2 separate regions of the Mus musculus genome follow, and region 2 is linked to region 1. Evidence: chromatin contacts called from public promoter capture Hi-C data. All regions are on one chromosome and are shown on one strand. Each heading gives the region's core, a stretch centred on a gene start, on an enhancer-like site or on the middle of the called end of the contact. The rest is flanking DNA. Distances are from core to core; before and after follow the strand shown. Region 1 has its middle 2.8 kb from the start of Gm40349. Region 2 holds the start of Irs3 (insulin receptor substrate 3).

Evidence for each region. Promoter capture Hi-C pulls out the DNA fragments that hold promoters and counts their contacts.
Region 2: a promoter capture Hi-C map of hematopoietic stem and progenitor cells shows a contact between it and region 1, with 2.1 times the contacts expected there. The contact joins the promoter of Irs3 here to the enhancer-like site in region 1. A contact is called at or near these places in 5 of 39 promoter capture datasets (the 3T3-L1 cell line, hematopoietic stem and progenitor cells, liver and 1 more).

What each region holds. Positions count from the first base shown.
Region 1 is chr5:137,186,634-137,191,925 of GRCm38.p6, forward strand. It overlaps the pseudogene Gm20768. Among named protein-coding and RNA genes, the nearest start is that of Gm40349, 2.8 kb to the left of the region's middle. Within about 2 kb of position 3,013, at least 85 of the 459 cell types and tissues checked have an H3K27ac peak or open chromatin away from gene starts, as enhancers often do. A contact at or near this core is called in hematopoietic stem and progenitor cells, where this site is marked.
Region 2 is chr5:137,643,427-137,648,718 of GRCm38.p6, forward strand. It overlaps Irs3 (insulin receptor substrate 3), which reads right to left and starts at 2,288. Exons shown (of 2, transcript NM_010571.3): 1 at 1,665-2,288; 2 at 1-1,318. The coding sequence starts at 2,094. The coding sequence ends at 261.

The sequences.
Region 1 (5,292 bases), core at 1,763-4,262:
TACAAATTATCCAGGTAGCAGATTATCAAAAGATCAACTCAATGAAGTCCACATTTTAAAAAACGGGGGGGAGGGGCCACAAACATAAAACAACTCCAAAACAATGAAAACAACAAATAAAAGGAAGGTTCAACAGTAAGTCTTCAAAACTTAAAATGTGAGACAGGAAGGAATTAAGAGTACACAACTCACTCATCCACTTTAGTCTTCATCTGTTCCAGGGCTTGATTCATGATCACATTTTTAATTTTTGTCACGTGCATGATCATTTTCTTGACCCTTTGATTTTTTATTTTCTTTTTCCACCGGGGATCTGGTCTTTTCGTCCTCTTGATTTTTTAATGTGGAGGACTTCACTTCATTGTCCTGACCGCTTTGCTTTGTTTTTGACACTGGACTTTGCTCTCTATCAGCCTTTTTTCCCCTGTTATTATTTGAGCTATTATGATCATGACTTTTAGAGTACGTTCTTTTCTCACCCTCAGAATTTTCTTTTCTGTGTGAACTCTTACTTTCTTGGCGTCTATATTTTTCTTTGTTTCTACTTTGACTTTCTTCTCTCTCTGAGCTCCGGGAATCCCTCCTTCTCCTCCTCCTATCTTTACTTCTCGATCGTCCTCCTGTTCTCTGTATCTATGGTACTCCTTGCTTCTGCTGTGATCTCTGTCATGGCTTCTGGACTGCACTCTTCTGCTCCTGTCCCTACTCCTGCTTCGCTCCCTTGTTCTACTGTTGTAACTGTGTTTACTTTTAGTCAGATCCCGTTCTCTACTCCTGGACTGTGCACGTCTATCCTTTTCTTTACTTTTGCTATGGTCATGTTCATTACTTTTTTGTTCTACCTGTTTGGAGTTCTCTTTGCTTCTACTCCTTTCCTGATCTTTCCCTTTAAGATCCAGTGGTTTTTCTGTTTCTTTAGTAGTCTCGTGATCCCTTTCTTTACTTCTTGACCTCACCCTCTTGTCTTCGTGTCTGCTGTGCTTCGAGTCTCGCTCCTTACTCTTGGATCTCTCTTTGCTCTTGCTCCTACTCTTGGATTTGCCTCTTTTCTTCACTTTGTTTTTGTTCTATTTATCATCTTTTTCAGACATGTGTCTGTGATCTGTTATTTTTTTCTCTTTTACTCTAACTGGGCTCCTTTGATTTTCTTATATTTCATTTAACTCACTCTTATCCCCTTTGATCCATCTTTCACCACTTGACACCCTCATTCTCTGAGCTCTCTGCATCTCTTGTCTCCAATGTGGAGGAGTCTCACTTCGTTTGAATCGATCCCTCGATCTGGATCTGGAAGAAGTTCGATAACGCCTCGGTCCTCTTCCTTTAATTTTCCTGCCAGACCTAGTAACTAAGAATCGTCGCTGGTGGGCTGGTGAGATGGCTCAGTGGGTAAGAGCACCCGACTGCTCTTCCGAAGGTCCAGAGTTCGAATCCCAGCAACCACATGGTGGCTCACAACCATCCGTAACAAGATCTGACTCCCTCTTCTGGTGTGTCTGAAGACAGCTACAGTGTACTTACATATAATAATAAAATAAATAAAATTTAAAAAAAAAATGGCTCATAAGATCTTTAAAAAAAAAAAAAAAAAAAAAAAAAAGAATCGTCGCTGGTATGAAGCAGGCTGGGAGTTAGGTGGGATTTCTCTCTCTCTCTCTCTCTCTCTCTCTCTCTCTGTTTTTCCTCTCCTTGTCATCGGCTTTAGGAGGACTTTTTCTCATTAAAAATCTATTTTCTGGTATAGGAGGGATCTCTTCTGGACAGAGAGTAGACTGGGGCTGTGCATCAACATTTTCTGCTTCACTTTCAGATGGGCTTTTCTTGCTTTTCTTTCGCTTCTTCTTCTTATGCTTTCGAGAATTTTTCCTATGTTTCTTTTTCCTCTTTCTGGATTTTTCTTCAGAAGCACTTTCAGAATCAGAAGACTCGGAGGAGGACGGAGAATCGGGTGAGCTATCTGAGTCACTGGTTGGGGGGGGGGGGGAAACTTATGCCTTTTCTTTTCTTCTTTCTTAACCTTAGACATCGGAATCAGCTCTCCACAACTGAGTATCCGAACTTCAGCAAATGGTTTGCTAGCAGCATCTGTTTTCTTGTTTTCAATCTCTCTCACAACTTCCTGACCAGAGATCACTTGCCCAAAAACAACATGGTGCCCATCTAAATGAGGAGTTGGTTTTGTTGCTATAAAGAACTGAGAACTATTTGTATCCTTTCCTCTGTTGGCCATTGATAAGAGAAACTCTTTGCTGAGTTTAACAGCAAAACTCTCATCTTCAAAGAATCCTCCATAAATAGATTCTCCTCCTCTTCTATTCCCTTCACTGAAGTCACCACCCTGAACCATGAAATCCTTGACAACTCTATGAAAGAGACAGCTCTTATAATGTAATGGCTTCTGAGTTGATTTCCCTGTCCCTTTTCCACCTGTACAAAGGCAGCGAAAGTTCTCACATGTTTTGGGATATACACTGGGAAAATAATTCAAAGACAACTCTTCTAGCAGGTTGATTATTAATGGCAATGTAAAAAAAAAAAAAACAAAACAAAAACAAAAACAAAAAAAAAAAAAAACCATCGAGGACGCTGGACCTTTATCCCCATGGTTCCAACACTTCAGTCTTTAAGTTGGGGGAAACAATAAAAACCAAAAATCCACCAAGGATGCCCGAGCCAATTGTTTTGCTCCACGCCGCAGCGCTCCTTCTCTGGGTTCCGAAGCCTCCAACACGAACCTAGCTCCTGGGAGCCAGGCCGCCGTCGCTGCGGCCATATTACAGCTTGTGCGGCAAAATGCGTCAGGGAGGAGGTGTGCGCCCGAGCACGGAGGGCAGGGGCTGGAGAGGAAGAGCCGCTTCCTTCGCCCCCGGGCTCGGCAGCAAGCCGCTGGGCCACCACCGGGCCCCAGGCCGCGCCGCGATCCCCGGGGCCACCCCTCCGAGCCCGAGCAGCCCAGAGACCTCAACGGAAACACGGTTACCTCCGCCCAGAGGCCCGCCGCGGCTCCGCCCCGCAGCACCATTTCTTATATCACATCTGCAGCAGCCAATCTTCACTGTCAGCTTGTCTGGATTTGGAATCATCTAGACACACCTAGACTCTTTCGGGTCCATCTTTGAGGGTGTTTCCAGAGAATTATAGATCAGGAGGGAAAGCCAACCCCGGGTATGGGCGGTACCATCCCACTGGCTGGGATCCCAGATGGAATAAAAGAAACTGTTCTTTCCTAAAGTTGCTGCTGTCAGGTCATTTGTCATAGCAACAACAACAACAACAACAACAACAACAACAACAACAACAACAACCAAGTAGGCTGTGGACATTTCTTAGTCAGCAAAATGTTTGCAGCTTAAGCAGTAGGACCTGAGTTTGGGTGCTGAGCATCTACATGAAAAGCCAGGTGTGGTAAAACACATCCTTAGTCCTGGCCCTGGGGAGACAGAACAAAAGGATGCTAAGGCCTTACTGTACAATCTAGTCAAAGCAGGAAGCTCCGTGCTTAGCAAGAGACTCTGTCTTAATATGTGTAGCTTAATCTTCTTGTGGAACTCCTAACAGAAGGAGTTGGGGGTATATCTGACTCTTCTGCCTGCTTTCCGTCCTACTGGGTTGCCTCATCCAGCATTAAAACAAGGGGAGGCACCTAATCCTATTACAACGTGATACACCATGTTTGGTTGATATCCCTGGGAGACCTGCTGTTTTCTGAAGGGAAATGAAAAGAGAGGAAATGGGAGTGCGAGGGGAGGATGGAGTGGAAACTGTAGTCAGAATATACCTTAATGTGAGACAAGAGTAAATTTTAAAAGTTAAAACAACAACAACAAACTTTTTAAAAGTGGGAAGTGATTGAGGAAGATCTCTATGCTAACCTCTGCCTCCTACAGACCTTTTCTCCCTCTCCTTCTCTCTTACACACACACACACACACACACACACACACACACACACACACACACCACGCGTATTCACAGAGAGAGTATCTGATATGGATGGGAATAGAATATCCGACTCCCATTCATCCACACAAGAATGAGCTGGATATATGACTCAGTGGTAGAGCCCCTGCCTAGAATACCTCAGTGAGGGGCAGGGGGCGTGGCTCAGTGGTAGAACTCCTGCCTAGAATCCCCCAGTGAGGGGCTGGAGGTGTGGCTCAGTGGTAGAGTCCCTGCCTAGAATCCCCCAGTGAGGGGCTGGGGGCGTGGCTCAGTGATAGAGCCCCTGACTAGAATCCCCCAGTGAGGGGCTGGGGGTGTGGCTCAGTGGTAGAGCTCCTGCCTAGAATCCCACAGTGAGGGGGCTAGGGGCGTGGCTCAGTGGTAGAGCCCCAGCCTAGAACCCCCCAGTGAGGGACTGGGGGCGTGGCTCAGTGGCAGAGCACTTTTTTTCTATCATAAATGAAGCCCTAGATTCAATTCCCAGTACTCTAAATAAAATAAAACAAAAACCCAACGAGAAAACCAACAGTAATCTGTCAGTCTTTTTCATGAATTGACAATTCATGACTTATAATTTCTAAAACCGTAAGCATTATTTTACCCTCTACCTGAATCGCACTGATTGGTCTTGGCACAGCTGCTGTGATAACTTTTCCATCAGGGCCTTGTGATGACAGAGAATAGCTCTGTTCTGCCGGCTGCTGGGTCTAACAGGTGACAAAGATGTAGATCTGGCTGGCATGGAGACACAGATCTTTAATCCTAGTGCTGGGAGAACAGAGGTCAGCCGGTTGTCAGTGAGGTAGACGCCAGCCCTCCTGTTACTTTTATTTTGAGATGAGGTTTCCCTAAGTTGTGGAGACTGGCCTTAAACTCACTCGGTCCTGCAGTCAGGCCTCGGACTTTATGCTCATATACTTCAGCCTCCTAAGTCGCTGAGGTGACAGGCCTGTGCCACCAGGTCCAATTTGGTTTTCTTTGTTTTGTTTGGTTTTGGTTTTTTGTTTTTGTTTTTGTTTTTGTTGTTGGTTGGTTGACTTATGTTTTGTCTTTTGTTTGGTTTGGTTTCCTGCTAAGCAAAGCTTTCACCACTGAGACCACACCCCCCAGTCTCCACTTTTTAAAAAAAAGTTAGTAAATGTTTGATTTTGCTCTGTCCTTTCTCCCTGAGCTAAGGTTGGCATCATTCACCCTAATGGTGGTCAGTTGCCAGGATAAAGTCAGGCCTCCCTCAGTGGTGTATACAGGACGCAGCTAGAGATAGAGATCGTGAGCTGGTGAGCTCTTATCGATTAAGAGAGGATCTCGGCAGAGCCAACTAAGCAGGGCTCACAGGGGCTTACAGAGACTC
Region 2 (5,292 bases), core at 1,038-3,537, 460 kb after region 1:
GGAGGGCTGGCAGGGCAGAGAGAAGTTCTAGTGTTTTCTCTGAAGAGTCTGGTTCCTCGAGCATGGCTTCCTGAGGGCTTCCTAGGTGGTACAGCTGGAAGGAACAGAGCAGGCAAGGGGGCAGCAGAGCAGCTCATGGTGGCCTCAGGGTTCCTGGGTCCTGTGTGCAGGAGCTGAGCTGAACAGTACTAAGGTCTCTTCTTTTCCTCTCTTCCCTGACCAATGCCTGGGTCTCCTCACCTGACTACCTCCCAAAAGTTCTAGAACTTGATGCTGGCATAGCTATGTGGACTCTTCCCTGGGGCTGCTCCAGGAACCTCCAGGGGAGGGACCAGGTCCAGGTCCACATAGTTGAGGCAGCTGTCCAGAGACCCCAGCCTAGCACTGTCCGTTCCTACATAGTCGGGGATGGACATGTAGTCCCCAGAGAGCTCTGACCCTTGGGAAGAGCGGGGCTGAGCCACTGTGGGTCTCCATCTGTCTCTAAGGCTACAATGGGCACCCGGATGCCCAAGTTCAGACTCCCTGGCCTTGAGCTCGTAGTAAAAAGGCCCAGGTAAAAATCTATTCATGGGCACATACTCTGTGCTCTCACAATCCTCGAGCTGCTTATTAGGATCTGCCCTGGCAGGGGTGGGAGGAAGGCCTGGGGGCGCCATCCACATATAGTCACCTGCTTCTCCTCCCCCCATGTGGACATAGTCATTCCTGACTCCCATGGTGATGTAGTTCCCGCCCAGATCTAGTCCCTTGTAGGAGTGTGTTGACCCCATCCTTTCCAGGGGCTTGAAGTAGTCCTGCTTTGCTCGCTCACTGGGGCTTCTTGCTTGTGCTGCCGATGCAGGGATTTCATATGGTGTCGGGGTAGGAGCTGCAGGAACACTCTTTGGAGGATTTCCCTGTGGCGGTGGCTCAGCTTTGCCAGCTGCATTGCTCCCCAGCCGCTTCATGGCAGCCAGGACTGTCTCATGAATGCTTTGGGCCACCACTGCATCAGGAGCCTGCAGCCAGAGCTCACCAGGACCAATGGGCGCTGAGCGCCCGAGTTCCAGGAAGAAAAAAGAGTCTGCGTGGCCACAGCGGCGCACACTGAGCAAGGACAAGCGCAGGACTGGTGGTGGCGTTGCCCGGCTGTCTCTGGAACCTTTGCTTCCAGGCTTTCGCAGGAGGCTCAGGGCCCCAGAACCCAGGCACAGGCGATAGCTGCCGCTGCTCAGGCCTTGTGCTCTCCCCAGCCCCTTGGACCGCAGTGTCACAGGCCAGACGTCCTGGAATGGGGCGAAGATCCAAGACTCAGGGGCCTCTTGGGGACTGAAACCTGGAGAGAATTGGCAAGTCACCGGGAGGCAGGGGTTGGGGTCACCGGGTCCCAGGTGACCAAGACGTTTTATACGTCTTTTTTTTTTTTTTTTTTTTAGCTTAAGATTTGAACCTCAGGCCGGGCGTGGTGGCGCACACCTTTAATTCCAGCACTTGGGAGGCGAATTTCTGAGTTCGAGGCCAGCCTGGTCTACAGAGTGAGTTCCAGGACAGCCAGGGCTACACAGAGAAACCCTGTCTCGAAAATAAAAAAGATTTAAACCTCAGTTGATCTGAGGGAAATGGGTTCAAGATAAACTAAGTCGGCAACCCCCTGACCTCCCCGTCGCTCACCCAAGGCTCACCCATAGCAGTAGCAGCAGCGGCTGCGGCGGTGGCGCGCACCTCGAGCAGGGCGCTGTACCATGCTTGCTGCTCTGCTTCGCTGGCCGCCGCCACGCCCAGGCTGCTGTCGCTGGTATAGATGACGATCAGGTGGCGCTGACGGGCATCCGCGCGCTTGCTAATAGTGCAGGCACCCTCCAGGCTAACGGTACGCCGGGGTCTAGGTGGGCGGCAGCCGCTGGCCAAGAACTTCTTCTCGCTCTCGTAGCACTCCAGGCGTGGTGGGTCAGCGCGCAGCACGAAAAAGCGGCGGCGCTGGGACTTCTGCTTCCTCAGATGGCCACAGAGCCGCACGTCGGGCAGGCAGGGCCAAGGAAACGGTGAGCCGAGGGACACGTCGGTGCACTCGCCCCCGGAGGAGACTGTGGGGCCCGTACCTGCAGGCTTCATTTCCAGCCAAAGACAGTAAACTGTCCCCAGAAGGACTGATTTGAATGGGTCTGGCCCCCTGAGCTACCACCCGCTTGGAACAAGTAGCCCTGGGAAACTGCAGCCGGCCTAGCTGCCCTGCATCTCTCCACGCCCTCTCCTGACTTGGAGTGAACAAGGAGCCTGTACACAGGAGTGCGTGTGTCCCAGTGGCCAGTGACACCAGGACTCCTAGGTCTAAGGGAGGCTGACCTAGCTGGGTCAGCCTCCTTGTTGGAATCTCCACCCCTTCAAGTTAACCCTCCCACGCCCGAGTGCAGGAATTTGAGTTTAGGATTCATAGGCTAGAGTAGGAGCCCTGCACCGCTGGGACCAAACTTTCACAGGGGCGGGGAGTGAGGGGGGGCATCTCTACCAATCAGCTGACTGGATGTGGGGGTGGAGGAGTACCGCCAGAGGCAGCCCGGGGCAATCTCGAAAGCCAGAAAGCCAGGGTGCAGAAGAAGCGGCTGTGGTTAGCAGTGATGGCACTAGTAATTAGAAGAGTGGCCTGGCCTAGCGGGCCATCCTGATAGCGGCAGTTCTCCAGGGAGGAGCCTCCGAACTGAGCCTCTAGTTGTATAGGTCCTCAGTGTTCTTTCCTTTCCTACCCAGAGATGATCTTTGTGTCTTTGCTTCTGAGCTATCTGAGTTTGGGTTGATGGATACCCCAGGATAGGAAAACCAAACTAGATTGGTCTCTGGTAACCAACCGCACCCCCACCCTCTCCAGATTCCCACGCATGCAAATGTCCACTGAAGGATGTGTGAAAGAGGACTTAGTCTCTCAGAGACACCTTCCTCAAAGTGCCCCTGACCACCAGCCAAATGCCAACTTGAACCTGATGGTGGCTGTGGTCACAGGAGCTGGGATCCTGTGGCAGACGTCCTGGTGAGCCCGTGTATCCTGAGAGGTTTGGGTGGGGCTGGAGATCATAGGCCACAAATGCACATGCTTATTGGAGGCTGGAAGACAACCTCTCGTATTCCTCAAGAGCGATCCCTCTTGTTTTTGAGACAGGCTCACTAGAACTTGTCTAGTAGGTTCGATTTGCAGGCCTGGAAGGCCTCAGGCCTATCATATGTCTGACTCCACTTCCCCTGCCTGAGGTTACAGTGCATGCTACCACACCCAGCTTGGAAAATAGTACGTGTGTTGTACAGGCTGTCCCCTGCATGTGGTCAGAGGTCAGCTTTTGGAAGTGGGTCCTCACCTTCTACCTTTTTTTGTTTGTTTGTTTTTGTTTTTTCGAGACAGGGTTTCTCTGTATCGCCCTGGCTGTCCTGGAACTCACTTTGTAGACCAGGCTGGCCTCGAACTCAGAAATCCGCCTGCCTCTGCCCCCCAAGTGCTGGGATCAAAGGCGTGCACCACCATGCCCGGCTAGCCTTCCACCTTTTTGAAGCAGGGACTCTCTCTGCTGCCGCACTGTGTACCCCAGGCATTTAAAGATAGTAGTGGCCATTATTTTTTTAGGCAGGGTTTCTCTGTAGCTCTGGCTGTCCTGGGACTCAGAGAGCTGCCTGCCTCTGCCTTCCGAGTCGTGTCCTGTTGTAGTCTTCTAGCTTGCTCTAGAAGTGCTGGGGTTGTGATGGACTGGGATTCTACTTTCCATGTGGGTTCTGATGATCAAATTGGGGCCATTGGATCTGCACAGCAAGCACGTTTCTAATTAGACTACGTCCCCAGCCCCTTGGATATTTTGTTTCTCTACATTAGGGTCACATGGGGGTGGGGAGTGGTGTGACACATTCTGACAAAGCTTAGTTGACAAGTCATGGTACCTTAGCAGACCTGCCAATGCCCTAATGTCGTGGCCAGCAAAATCCATGTGGGGAAAGATAACGGTATACAGAGAAGAAAAGGCCAAGCCCTGAGACCCTGGTAGGGGACTTGGGGGAGGGGCTCCCTTAGGTAAGGGACCCATGTAACAGGTAAACAGAACCAAGACAACCTGGGTCGGTCGTCTTCTCAGCATAGTTCAGGGGCAGCCCAAGCAGCAGAGGTCTATGACCCATTTGTGATCCTGAATCCTAGAGAAATCACTGCAGTATGAAGCTGGGTTGGAATCCGTCCCCGCCCCAGTCAGGTTTCTTTGTGAAGTCCTGGCTGTCCTGGAACCCCCTTTAGAGGCACTCAGAGATCTGACTACCCCTGCCTCCCAAGGGAGTGCTGGTCTTAAAGGTATGCACCACCATTGCCTGTCTGGTTATAAACTGCACATCTTTGAGCCCCCTTTCAAATGCTACACGGAAAGCAGACACCCACTACCAACAGACATCATAGGTATGGGCCTTTCGTGCCAGAGGCCTGCCCCAGGTGCCTCCCAACCGTGCAGAGCCCCACCCAGAGCTGAAAGAAATATTCAACGTTCAGTCGGCAAATCCTGGAAGATGGCCCCGTAGATAATGTACTCATGCAAGTTTGAGACTTGAGCTGGGTAGTCAGGTTACACAGCTGGACATGGCCATGTGCAGCCATAAACCCAGGGCTCTCCCAGTGAGAGGGGAGCGGAGACAGGATGGTTTCCAGACACTCTCTAGCCTGCTAGCCTGGAGTATGCAATGGCGAGCAAGACTCCATCTCAAAGGAAACTGAGCTTCACTCCCTCAGGATTGAGTTGAAGCATCCAGGAAGGGTCTTTTCCTATCTTCTTCCTGCCTCCCTGACCCTGGTTATCTTGCAAACATCTGTCCTTGTGAAATCACATCTGCTGTCACAGAGGCTGCTCCAAATGTTCTGTGTCACTCAGCCCTGGAGTGCTGGGTAAAAGATAAAGCAGGAAGCAGCAGCCACCCAAGGACCTGGGGTGTGGACTAAGAGAGAGCATAGCAGTGTGCAGTAGTGTACAGAGAGGTGAGCAGTGTCTGGTGACGTGATACGCTGGGTACCAGAAGCCTGGCTTACCTCAGTTGCCATAGCAACAACTCTACCTAAGCACATATTTTATAGTCTTCTGAAACCTCAGCAACTCAGGAAGTAGCATATCTGGGGCTCTGCTAGGTTGGGGGCATACCACATCTCTATGGAAGACTCTTGTTAGCAGGAGTAGGAATCCAGAGGAGAACCTTTGAGATGGCTTGTGATTCTTCTCTGGGTGTGTGTGGGTGGGTGGGTGAGGGGGACAACTAAGCTACGTAATGAGGCTTGGTACTAACAGAAACTGCCCATGGGCGATT